Regions from separate parts of the Mus musculus genome. Here regions 1 and 2 are each linked to region 3. The links are chromatin contacts, called in public promoter capture Hi-C maps. All regions are on one chromosome and are shown on one strand. Each heading gives the region's core, a stretch centred on a gene start, on an enhancer-like site or on the middle of the called end of the contact. The rest is flanking DNA. Distances are from core to core; before and after follow the strand shown. Region 1 holds the start of Pdcl (phosducin-like). Region 2 holds the start of Rc3h2 (ring finger and CCCH-type zinc finger domains 2). Region 3 holds the start of Acbd5 (acyl-Coenzyme A binding domain containing 5).

The links. Promoter capture Hi-C pulls out the DNA fragments that hold promoters and counts their contacts.
Region 1: a promoter capture Hi-C map of pre-B cells shows a contact between it and region 3. The contact joins the promoter of Pdcl here to the promoter of Acbd5 in region 3. A contact is called at or near these places in 3 of 39 promoter capture datasets (cranial neural crest, pre-B cells and second pharyngeal arch cranial neural crest) and 1 of 9 other capture datasets (pancreatic islet).
Region 2: a promoter capture Hi-C map of second pharyngeal arch cranial neural crest shows a contact between it and region 3. The contact joins the promoter of Rc3h2 here to the promoter of Acbd5 in region 3. A contact is called at or near these places in 4 of 39 promoter capture datasets (cranial neural crest, maxillary cranial neural crest, pre-B cells and 1 more).

Annotation. Positions count from the first base shown.
Region 1 is chr2:37,357,833-37,361,686 of GRCm38.p6, forward strand. Pdcl (phosducin-like) reads right to left here and starts at 1,500. Exons shown (of 4, transcript NM_026176.3): 1 at 1,311-1,500.
Region 2 is chr2:37,421,106-37,424,786 of GRCm38.p6, forward strand. Rc3h2 (ring finger and CCCH-type zinc finger domains 2) reads right to left here and starts at 1,798. Exons shown (of 22, transcript NM_001100591.1): 1 at 1,662-1,798.
Region 3 is chr2:23,067,678-23,071,288 of GRCm38.p6, forward strand. Acbd5 (acyl-Coenzyme A binding domain containing 5) reads left to right here and starts at 1,395. Exons shown (of 14, transcript NM_001355637.1): 1 at 1,395-1,607; 2 at 1,774-1,942. The coding sequence starts at 1,593.

The DNA.
Region 1 (3,854 bases), core at 250-2,749, about 14 Mb after region 3:
ACTAAGTCATTCACTCCTTGCCTCACTAAGAGCCTAGATACATGGTCTCAAGCTGGACCAATTATAACCAGCAAGTCTCCACGACAAAACTTAAATAAGAGCCAGATGGTTAAAGAACACCTAGGACCCAGATGTTTTGGGAAAAGGTACAGTTCAGTGCTTTAGAAGTCTGTTTAAGACTCCAGTAGCGCAGGGCAGTGGTGGCCCACGCCTTTAATCCCAGCATTTGGGAAACAGAGGCAGGCAGATTTCTGAGTTCGAGGCCAGCCTGGTCTACAGAGTGAGTTCCAGGACAGCCAGGGATACACAGAGAAACCCTGTCTCAAAAAAAAAAAAAAAAAAAAAAAAAAAAATTAATTAATTAATTAAAATAAATTAAAAAAAGACTCCGGCAGGAATGACTAGTCAAAAACAAAAACAAACAAACAAAAACGTCCTTCCTCTAAGCATACCAAATATCAACACTGCGCTGCCTTCAGAAGAGACTTAACATATGGTATTTACTCTATTACAATTTACCTCTCTCCCACACAGCAGATTCCAGTCAGGACAGAGCACTGTGCACGCTGAACAGCAACCAAGAGGAAAGTGCCAGCACCAGGGGAAGGAAGAAAACTTTTACAATTTCCTTGTCTGGGATGTGCCAGAGGGCCACAACTCGGTCCGATGAGTGAAAAACGGGGCCAGAAGAGGAGGAGTGTACTGAGGAGACTGGGCTGCTGAGAGGTGAGAACACTGGCAGACAGAAGTGGCATGCACCCGCAGTGCAGAAAGTAAACCTCAAGTGGGGATAGTAAACTTGAAGAGGTGGAGGATCATGAAGAGGGTGGAGCTAAGGAGAGGCACAGAAAAGGAGGAGCAGTGATATGGGCAGGGCCAGTGAAAGGCTTCCAAGAGAGGCAGTTAAGAGTGTTAAGAGAAAGTAGGACAGTGAAGAAGACAGGGCTGCACAAGTGGAACACAGAAGGGCGGGGCTAAGCTTCCAGGAAGGCGGAGCTTATGGGACAAAAGGGCAGGGACAGGATGTTAAGTAAAGCAGAGCTGTAAGGACGGAGTGGAGAAGGCGGAGCCATAAGGAAGGTGGGGCTGAGGAGGCGGAGTAGCGAGGAGGACAGGGCAGGGGAGGGCACAGTGAAGAGGGCGGTACTGAGGAGGGACGCTCCGAGTCTCCAAAGGAATTTGAGAAGTACAGAGGAATTGGGATCCAGGAGCCGGGAAGCAAAGTAGTTCGCCCAAGGCGCGTAAACTCCTGCCCCACCCATGTCTAGGCCCGCCGCTTCCTCCTTGCCGACGCCTGCGCAGTTAGTTACCTCGCCTCGCTCAGTCTGCTCCTTCTAGACTAGCAGCTCCTGTCACCAACAAAGGACGCTCGCCTAGAGAAAGAGAAGTGGCCGAAAGCCTTGAGCGACAGAGAAAAAGCTGCCGTGGACTCTGCGGACCAATCACACGGCCTTCCGGCGTCGCGGCGGACGCACGCTACCCAATCACAAGAAGCTTATCTCGGCGTCTGAGGAGGAGCTACGGGTCTTAGCTTAGGACAAAACTCGTAGATGTGTATTTCTAGTTAAATATGAAATTTTTATTAACTTACGTTCCAAGTTTCGAGACAAATTACAAAGGAATATTAAGGCGAAAAATAACTCGAAAACATTAACTTCTTCAAGAATAAGTAACTCAAAGAACAGAAGTTGTATGACAACCTGAATTGGATTGCTGGACTGGAAACGAGCATGGACAACTGAAGAAATTTGAATAACTCTTATCAACTAATGTTAGTCAAATAGTTGACTCTGTAGTTTACAGAGTTTACAACAGTTATGTATAATGATTACCTTTGAAAATTCTAGATTAAAAAAAAAGTCAAGGAAACTACCCTATGTTTGAAAACTTTTGTTAAACCTCAAATGATTTCAAACTGCTTAGTTGGCGTGTCTTGTACACAACTGTGAGATTGCAAATTAAACCGTGTGCTAATTAAAACATATCAAATTTGCTCGATTTGTATAAAATGCAGCGTTTAAGATAGGGCTCTTAATTTGAAAAGGGGGTTTCTTGATTCCTGTTTCTAGGACCACCTAGATGTTACTGCAAATTTGTCTATGTTCACATTTTAGAATTTCATCTTCTTGCCCCAACTGGGTGGTGGGGGTGATGGAGTGGGAGAGCTGGATGAGCCATCAGACCTGACTAAGCTTCCAACGTCCACCCATTTGGCCCAGGATTGGGCTAGTATTTGGGCTAGACTCAGAAATGCAAGGTACCTCCCCATGCCATCCCACCCCCACTGCTACCCCTGCCATGCAAGTTCTGTGCAGGGATAACATACTGTGGCCCCCAGGTTGAAGGGTGCCCAGTGCCCCCAAGTTAACCTGGAGACCTAACCTGAGGGCTAGGCAAGAGCTGGAGTGGAGAAAAACTCAAATGGGACCTGGGGCTTTTCCTGGACCGTCTCTTTGGAAAGATGTCAACTGAAAGGAAATAAAACTGTAATTCATGTAATGTATGTTAAATAGCCCAAAGAGTTGTTTCTGAGCTTTGAAACCTGGGGCTGAGAACATAGCAGAACAGACCAGGACATGCCCGGGCAAGCCCATCGCCTCCCTAGCTCCCACCCCTCTGACCTAAGTTAAATGTTACAGGCTGCTGATGTTTAAATGGACCAATCATGTGAAACCGCGCCAATTCCTCCCCCAGCCCCACTCCTTTTCTATAAAAACCCCTAGCTTCCAAGCCTCGTGGTCGAATCCACTGTCTCCTGTTATGTGAGATACGTTTCGACCCGGAGCTCCGCCATTAAAAACCTCTTGTTGTTACATCAAGGTGTTGTGTTCTATTCGTGATTCTTGGGTGCACGCCGAATCGGGAGCTGAGTGGGGGTTTCCCCACTGAGTTCTTTCATCAACCAAGAAGACCATCTGCTGCTCTGAGGACCTTGAGCTTAGTTTCAAGAACATGTGTAAGCTGCAGTCTCTGTTGTAGAAGTGTGTGGAGGAGGTGGAGGACGAGAGGGGCTGGAGAGATGGCTCAGCATTTTAGTACTATAATGCTCTTCCAGAGGACCTGGGTTCCGTGCCCTGGTGCAGGCCCACAGGAGAAAGCAAATGAGTAGCCAATGAATGGGTTAGCCTGACCCCAGCACTTAGCAAGCCTACTTTTCACTGCTGCTTTTGTCTTACTACCCAGATCATACTCTTAATAATTAACTTGTCAAAGTTACAGGGGTTGGGGTGGTGGTAGAGAATCAGAGAACACCAGTCAAATGATGCTCTAATCTGTAATCTTCCTTCAGGCTTATAGACATCAGAATGGTGAGCATGATGATCTATGGACAGCACTAAGACCACGTAGAGAGAACTGATTATTTCAAGAATGCCCACGGTGGTACCCACACAGCTATGATTAAAATTAGACTCCTCAGAAGTCACATATAATAAGCCTTTGCATCTGTGACCCCCCGACAAAGGGTTTCTATTGTTGTGATGAAACTATATGACCAAAAAGCAACTTAAGAGAAGAAAGGGTTTATTCAGCTTACATATCTATATCACTGTTCATCCCTAAGAAGTTACAACAGGAACTAAAGCAGGGCAGGAACCTGGAGGCAAGAGCTGATGCAGAGGCCGTGGAGGAATGCTGCTTACTGACTTGCTCCCCATGGCTTGCTCAGTCTGCTTTCTTATAGAACCCAGGACCACCAGCCCAGGGATGGCACCACCCAAAATGGGCTAGGCCTTCCCCCATTGATCAATAATGAAGAAAATGACTTATAGCTGAATCTCATGGAGGTATTTCCTCAATTGAGGCTCCTTCCTCACTGATGACTTTAGCTTGTGTTGAAGTTAACACACAAAACC
Region 2 (3,681 bases), core at 548-3,047, about 14 Mb after region 3:
CACATAACGTACAGGCTCTAGTCTTAAAATATAAAATCCTAAGTGTAGAAAATAATGCCTCTGACAACTGGAAGGCAGCAAATTACAAACACAGAAACTAAATTAATGAAAACATGAACAAGAACGTCTTCTTGCATGTCATACTAACACAACAATAACTCATGGGGTAATTCAAAGGCTCCACTAATGAATTAGATTTCAATTCAATTCTCGAAGAATAAAAGCCTGTTTAATTATGGTACCTGTCTTCCCTAAACAAGACTAGAAAATATATTAAGTGTTTTGTCCTTCAAGCAATTTTCCAAACTCTGAATGTGGGAAACATGAATCACCAAATCAACAAAACAATGGTAATATTGGAAAATAGCCTTTAATAGGATAGAATAGTCTCTGGGTTTTCAAGAACTGACTGTGTTAGTAAACAATTTAAGTAAACAATTTAACATGGATATTGATGTCAGATCAGTGATGTAGTTTTTTAACCACATAAAAGGTAAAAACAGGAATCTACAAACTATTCTTAATGAGTCCAAGTCTTAGGCTGTGTATACAAGTTAACCACAAAGAGACTAGACCCACCAACTAGAACATTCGTTTCTTTCCTTCTGTCAAATAATATCACTTTAGTGTGCCATTATTAGCTTTCTCTGGTTAACTCCAAGTTTTTACTGGAACTTTAAAGCCTGACTACTAAAAATGACAGGAAGATTTGTAAAACACTTTTAACACTTTATTCGGGATATAAAGTCAACTCTAATTACAGTGGGTCAAGATGAGAAGAAATTCCTTAGGGTCCTAAGGTTAGGAGGACAGTGGGATTAAAAAGAACCGAGGTGGAGCTTAAACAAAAATCTAAACAGGTTGAGAATCACTGAATTTGAATACTTAATGTCTGTGATTACTTTAGACTATTTTGGTCTGAAGGCTGTGTCTGCCAGTATCTTAAAAACTCTGGTGATTTCAAGGATGGAAATGACAGCTACCCTTATCTCCTTCCTAACGACAGAAAAGTACAGCTGTTTCTCTTAGAAACAAAGATGCTTTCTACCATTCTCCTAAGATGGTGGAAGAGTCTCCTTATGAGGCTCCCCCAAGGAAAATAATAAGAAAGGGGGAAAGAAAACTATAGCAGAATTCCCTGGCTGTGCTTCATGCCATCGCTCCTAGTCACATCCCCTGGTCCAGCCATCTCCCTCCAGGGAGGTTAAGCCCTCCCTGGGCATTGTTTAGCCAGGGTCCCTATTTACAACACTCAGATCGCCTCCATCCCAGCGCTGTGGTCTCGGTAAGCCCAAGGGCTGAAAAGAAAACGCTAAGACAGGACCTGATCTCGGGGACCTTTTCGAAAGCCCCTCTTCCTACATGGGTTAAGCAAAGAAGGAAGCCGGCCTCTGTTCGGGTGGGATCCTCAGTGGTCAGAGGCGTCCCTTCAGCCGGTGCTGGAGAAAGGTGGCCATCTGAGCGTTTCGCTTCGCATCAAAAAGCCCTACCAGAGCGAGGGGCCTCTCTGTCGTGTCAGGTGCGGCCCGCGACTCCCAACCCTCGGGGTACCGGCGGCCACCGTGCACAGGCCGCCGGGCAGAGACAGCTCCCCGCCCCACCTCTGAGGACCCGGCAGCCGGGCCAGGGCCCCAGCCGCATCTTGCCCGCCCCCGCCCTACCTGAGGGGCCCGGGCGGGGTCGCTAAGGGCCGCTCCCGGGGGCCCCGCGACGGCGCGGCTCGGCGACGGAGGCGCCTCGTCTCGCCGGGGCAGAGCTCGGCGGCGGTTTCAGGGCCTCAAACTCCATCGGGAGCTACAGGGACAGCCCCGTTGGCGGCGGCGAAGGCCGCGACGGGGCCTCCTCCTCCTCCCTCCCTCCGCCTCCTCCTCCTCCTTCTCCTCCTCCTCCTCACCACGGAGGCGGACCTGGAGGGATCCCGATTTAGCTCTCGCGAGAAGATACTGTTCACTTCACGCGAGATTACGCAAGCCCGGGAGTTGGGGCAGAAGGGAAGCGTAGTGGCCCGGCCACCAGAACTGCGCATCAGTTTCCCTCTGAAGAAGAAAGCCACCCTCGTCACATGACAAAGGAACCCCAGAGTACTGTGGGAGATGATGCGAGGACTAGGCAAGACGAAGGGCCTTATGGGAAACTCCCTGCACATCTAAGCCTTGACCAGGAGGCTTGCAAGATTGAGCCAACGTTAAATTTATCATCCATAGAGCAGAACCTGCTTCATCTATGTTACAGTCTACTTTACTCTCTTTGTAGTGAGATACTAACCAGATTAGCAAATAATTCTCCAGTTTACAAAAACCAGGACCAAAGTGAAAACGTTTGGCAAACCCACCTACCTCATCTAAAATCCCAGATGCCTCAAAAGTGAGAAGGATCAAATTTTACAAGTTTTGGAATTATAACTCAATATTTGTTAGAGGACTTATGGCAACCTGTAAGGTAGGAATTATGAAGAAAGACTGAAAATAAGGATGAGAAAAGCAACAATTATAAACAAATATGCCAGGCTGTATGATAACTGATATTTTAAAAGCATTTTAGTTTTATAGTTAATTTATCAAAGTAATCCTAAAAGGTTAATATTGTGAATCTATGCTAATGATGTGCAACTGAATGTGAAACAAAATGTTCAGCAACATCCATGATAATAATCTGTATGTAAGTTAGAATATGGAAATTTCTCTAATGAAGCTTTAAATATACATGAGTTATAATCCAGATGTGGGGCTGGCGAGATGGCTCAGTGGTTAAAAGCACCGACTGTTCTTCTGAAGTTCCTGAATTCAAATCCCAGCAACCACACCGTGGCTCACATCTGATGCCCTCTTCTGGAGTGTCTGAAGACAGCTACAGTGTACTTACATATAATAAATAAATAAATCTTTAAAAAAAAATGCAGATGTGATGGTGCATCCCTGTGAACCCAGCAATTGAAAGGTCCAGGCAGAATCATAGACTGAACTGCTTACAACTGCAGCTCCAGTGACACAAAGCTTCTGGCAAGTGTGACAAGATCGGCTTTTTAGTTTTTGCATTTTGTTTTTTTTTGTGAAAGATCCATTGGCCCCACCTGTTTGTTGTTTGTTTTGTTTTCTGGTGCCTTGGCTAGCCTGTAACTAGCTCTGTAGACCAGGCTGGCCTCAAACGCAGAGATCTGACTGCTTCCCAAGTGCTGGGATTAAAGGCATGTACCACCACCTGGCAGCCCCACCAGCTATACATTAATAACTCATTATTCATAATTTCATCCAATTATGTTAATCAAAAAAGAAAGTTTCCCAACAATCAGGTGTACATTTTGGTATTTTCTTTTTGTTTTTGTTTCAAGACAGGGTTTCTTGTGTAGCCCTGGCTTTCCTGGAACTCACTCTGCCTCTGGAGTGCTGGGCTCAAAGGTGTGCACCATCACCACCTGGCACATTTCTGTTCTTTTCAACTGGACAGTGATGAGTAATTTTATATATACATGTTCCCTAACCTACTGTGTGTGCATTTTCCATTCTACTTCCATTTGATATTTTTCCATTTCACACAGGAAACATTCCCCAAACATGGAAAACCACATTAAAAGTTAACAATCACACCTTCCTTTCCCTATTATGTTTTTTAGACAGGGCTCAAAAACCTGTATAGTCTTGGCTGTCCTGGAATCACTCTATAGACCAGGCTGGCCTTGATCCT
Region 3 (3,611 bases), core at 145-2,644:
CATATTCATAGCAGGTTTTATGATTTGACTGACACTCGCTTGCTAAATCATTAAATTTTAGGACCTTGGGCAAGTCAACTATCATTTCCTCATCTATCAACACCTTACAGTGCTTTTGAAACAGATCATACGTTTGCCAAACATCACACATATGAAGGCGGTGAAGTACTAGGGAGCGGTTCTCTAGTGAAGCCTGCGTTCCTCCAGTGCCTTTGGTCTTTTTGATTAAACGATCAGTGAGTCCGGAACTGTTTCTGGGGTACTTTTGAATACAGGCCGCATGAGCCCTGAAAGAACTCTTCAGACGACACTGTTCTCAATACCCAGATAAACAAGCTATGTCAGAGGATTCCTTTCTGCTCGAAGCTTAAGAAGTACTTCGGAGACGCCCCAAACGCAATCCGGAAGAAAGGAACTTCCGCCACACACAGGAAGGGTGGGCTACAAGGAAAAACCGAACCGGAACCGGAGGGGGACTACGCCAGCCTACAGAGGAAGGTGTCCGGAAGCGCCGGGGGACTACAGTTCCCATAAGCCCGCGGGGGCAAGGTGCGGGGCAGGCGTCGAGACAAAACGGACAGGCCTTGCCAGTCATTTGGCTATATCAAGGTAAATGCCGACATCGCGGCTCCAAGGGAAGAGTGACTTATAGTTCGCAACTAGATTTTTACGAGTAATCTTCCCAACCCATCCTAAACCGACAAAACTGACGTTCCCAGCGGGGCGTCCTTGAGATTTCCAGGCCACGGCACTCTACGCCTGCGGGGAGCTTCCTAAGTGCCTACAACGCGGGCATTACGTTGTTCACCGACCATCTCCATCCCTAGCCTCCGGCGGAGCTGGACGTGGCTGTGCCTGTCTCCTGGGCCTGGAGAGTGGGTAGTGGAGGTGTTGCGCAGCAGGCCGCCACCGCTCACCTTTGCTCTCTCCGCGGCCACCCTTGGGGCCAGACGGTGAAAGCTGTCCCAGACTTGGGGGCCAGGGCTAAGCCCTTCCATCCTTGCCCTTAATCCTCCCTTTCTCCCCTTTAGCGTGTTGTATATCCACAGAAGAGGTCAAGTGCCTTCTCCTAGGTCACAGAGAGTAAATGTCAAAAGAAGTTTTGAAGCCACTTTTATGATTCACTCCCTTCTCCGGTTTAACCCCGAGGCTAGGCATTGAGGACCACCGACTCTTGTGTTTTTCTTTTCTTTAAACACTAGCGGTATCCAGGGGCCACCTTTAGGACCTGGCATAGAATCCTAGCGCGTCACCAGGCTTGCTGTCCTCAGCCCGAACATAAACAAGCACCGGGTTCTCCACAGACCAACCCCAGCCGGAGCGCCTTGCAGCCTCTTTTCCCCTCCTCTGAGAACGCGCAGCCCGTGCACGTCACCGCGGCGGAGCGGGTGGGTGGGGTTTGCTGCACGGCGGCCGCGGCGGCGGAGGCTAGTGGGTCCTCCGGTGACTCTGGGGCGGGGCTGTGGGGCGGCTGCCCACCGACGGCAGAACTTCTCAGGAATGGGGGGTGTGATTGGTTGGCCGGCATCTTCCGGGTGGGAGAAAGGGTCCGCTATCACGGGCGGCTCAACCTCCAAGGCCTGCTGCTAGAGATGCTCTTCCTCGCGGTGAGTTGTTTGGCTGTTTTTGTTGGCTGGGATGTACTCTTAGACACGCCCCACGAAGGAGGAAGGAACCGGGCCACCTGAGTTGATGTGGCCTTGATTGGGCAGGCAAAGGGGAATTGACCAGCTATGCTCCTGTCATTAATCCGCTGCTGCGCTCGGTGTTCAGTTTCATGCAGGCTCTTGGGGAAGCTGGTGCTGCTGCTGCTGTGTGATTACCGCGGACAGACCTTGGGACCGAGGCCGGCGCTGGCAGCTGGAGATGGCGGACACACCGTCAGTGTATGAAACCAGATTTGAGGCGGCCGTGAAGGTGATCCAGAGTTTGCCGAAAAATGGTATGTGCAGTGGGCTCTAGGTAAAAGACCTTTTCCAGCTGCTTCTAGTCTACCTTATTTAGCGCCCCCTCTCGCTCTGTCATTAAAAGAAATGTAATTGAAAGAAATGTAATTGAAAGAATGGTATTGAATGCTAATTAATTACCGCTGATTTTTGAGGCCAAAGGCGACGTATTATCTAGGTTTTAAGTAGTTTATATTCTTGAGAACAAGTCTTATCACTTAATGACTGTGGATTTGGGAAAGTTAAAAAACAAAAACAAAAACTGGGGAGGGATGTCTGGTGCTACCTAACTCAAAAGTGTAATCCGAACCTTCAGAAACTTTGATATGAAGCGGAAAGGAAAGGACAACTATATTCTCGTGTAAAATGATTATTTTGACTATGATGTGTCAGGTACGGTTTTCTTTGTGTGTATCCTGGCAACAGCTTGTAAAACTTTTTATAATTTTGTCTGACCAGTGTTAAGGATTTTTTTTTCCATCACTAAATTTTTTTTTCAGTGTTCTAAATAGAGAAGCTTGGGAAGAGAGACTTTTACTTTGAAATTTTATATCCATTTGCATTGTGATTTACTTTTCATAATAAATTAGATTAAAATTATCTTAAGCATTTTTATTGTGTGTGCTAGATTTGTAGGCCAAGTCAAACATAACATTACTATATTTGTATAGTATTTAATGTCTTCCCACTTTTCTTTTCTTTTTCTTTTTTTTTTTTTTTTTTTTTTTTCGAGACAGGGTTTCTCCGTGTAGCCCTGGCTGTCCTGGAACTCACTTTGTAGACCAGGCTGGTCTCGAACTCAGAAATCCGCCTGCCTCTGCCTCCCAAGTGCTGGGATTAAAGGCGTGTGCCACCATTGCCCAGCTATCTTCCCACTTTTCATGTATCATCATTTGGCTAAAAAATTAGTAGTAAGCATAGTTCATTCCAGTAAGAAATTTTCCGGAGGCATAGTTTTGGAAGCTTGTAGGGCATGTGTTGGCATGTACAAAGCCCTTATTTAGTTCCTGCACACCTTCAGAATCAGTGGCACAGGCTGCTTTGCGATGCCAGCTTTCTTGGAGGATCAGGAGGGCTGGAGCTTTGATTTGGCAGTGGATCACTTGCTTACTGTGTAGAAGCTCTAGGCTCCATGGTGTTGTCTATGTTTCACTTTGTATTGGAGGAGAACACAGTGAAGACTAAAGGGTAAGTCCAAATAAGCTGAAGGAAGGAAGGAGTAATAAGACCAGTGTGGTGATGGATGCCTTTAATCTCAGGACTCCAGAGGCAAAGGCAGTTGGATCTTACGAGTTCAAGGCCAGTCTGATCTGGATAATGAGAACCTGTCTCAAAAAACAAAAAAGAAAATAGCATAAGAACTCAATTAGACATTTACTAAAAAAATTGTTTTAAATTTTATTTACATTGGTGTTCTGCCCCCAAGTATGTCTGTGTGAGAATGTCCGATCCCCTGGAACTGGAGTTACAGTTATGATCATGAACTGTTATGTGGGCGCTGAGATTTGAACGCAGGTCCTTTGGAAGAGTGGCTAGTGCTCTTAACACTTGAGCCACCTCTCCAGCTCCAGATATGGAGATTTTTTAAATGTTCCACTAGGAGTATTTATAGGAAGGTATGATTTCAGAATTTCATGTAAGTAGTGTGTTCACTTCTCTAAGCCC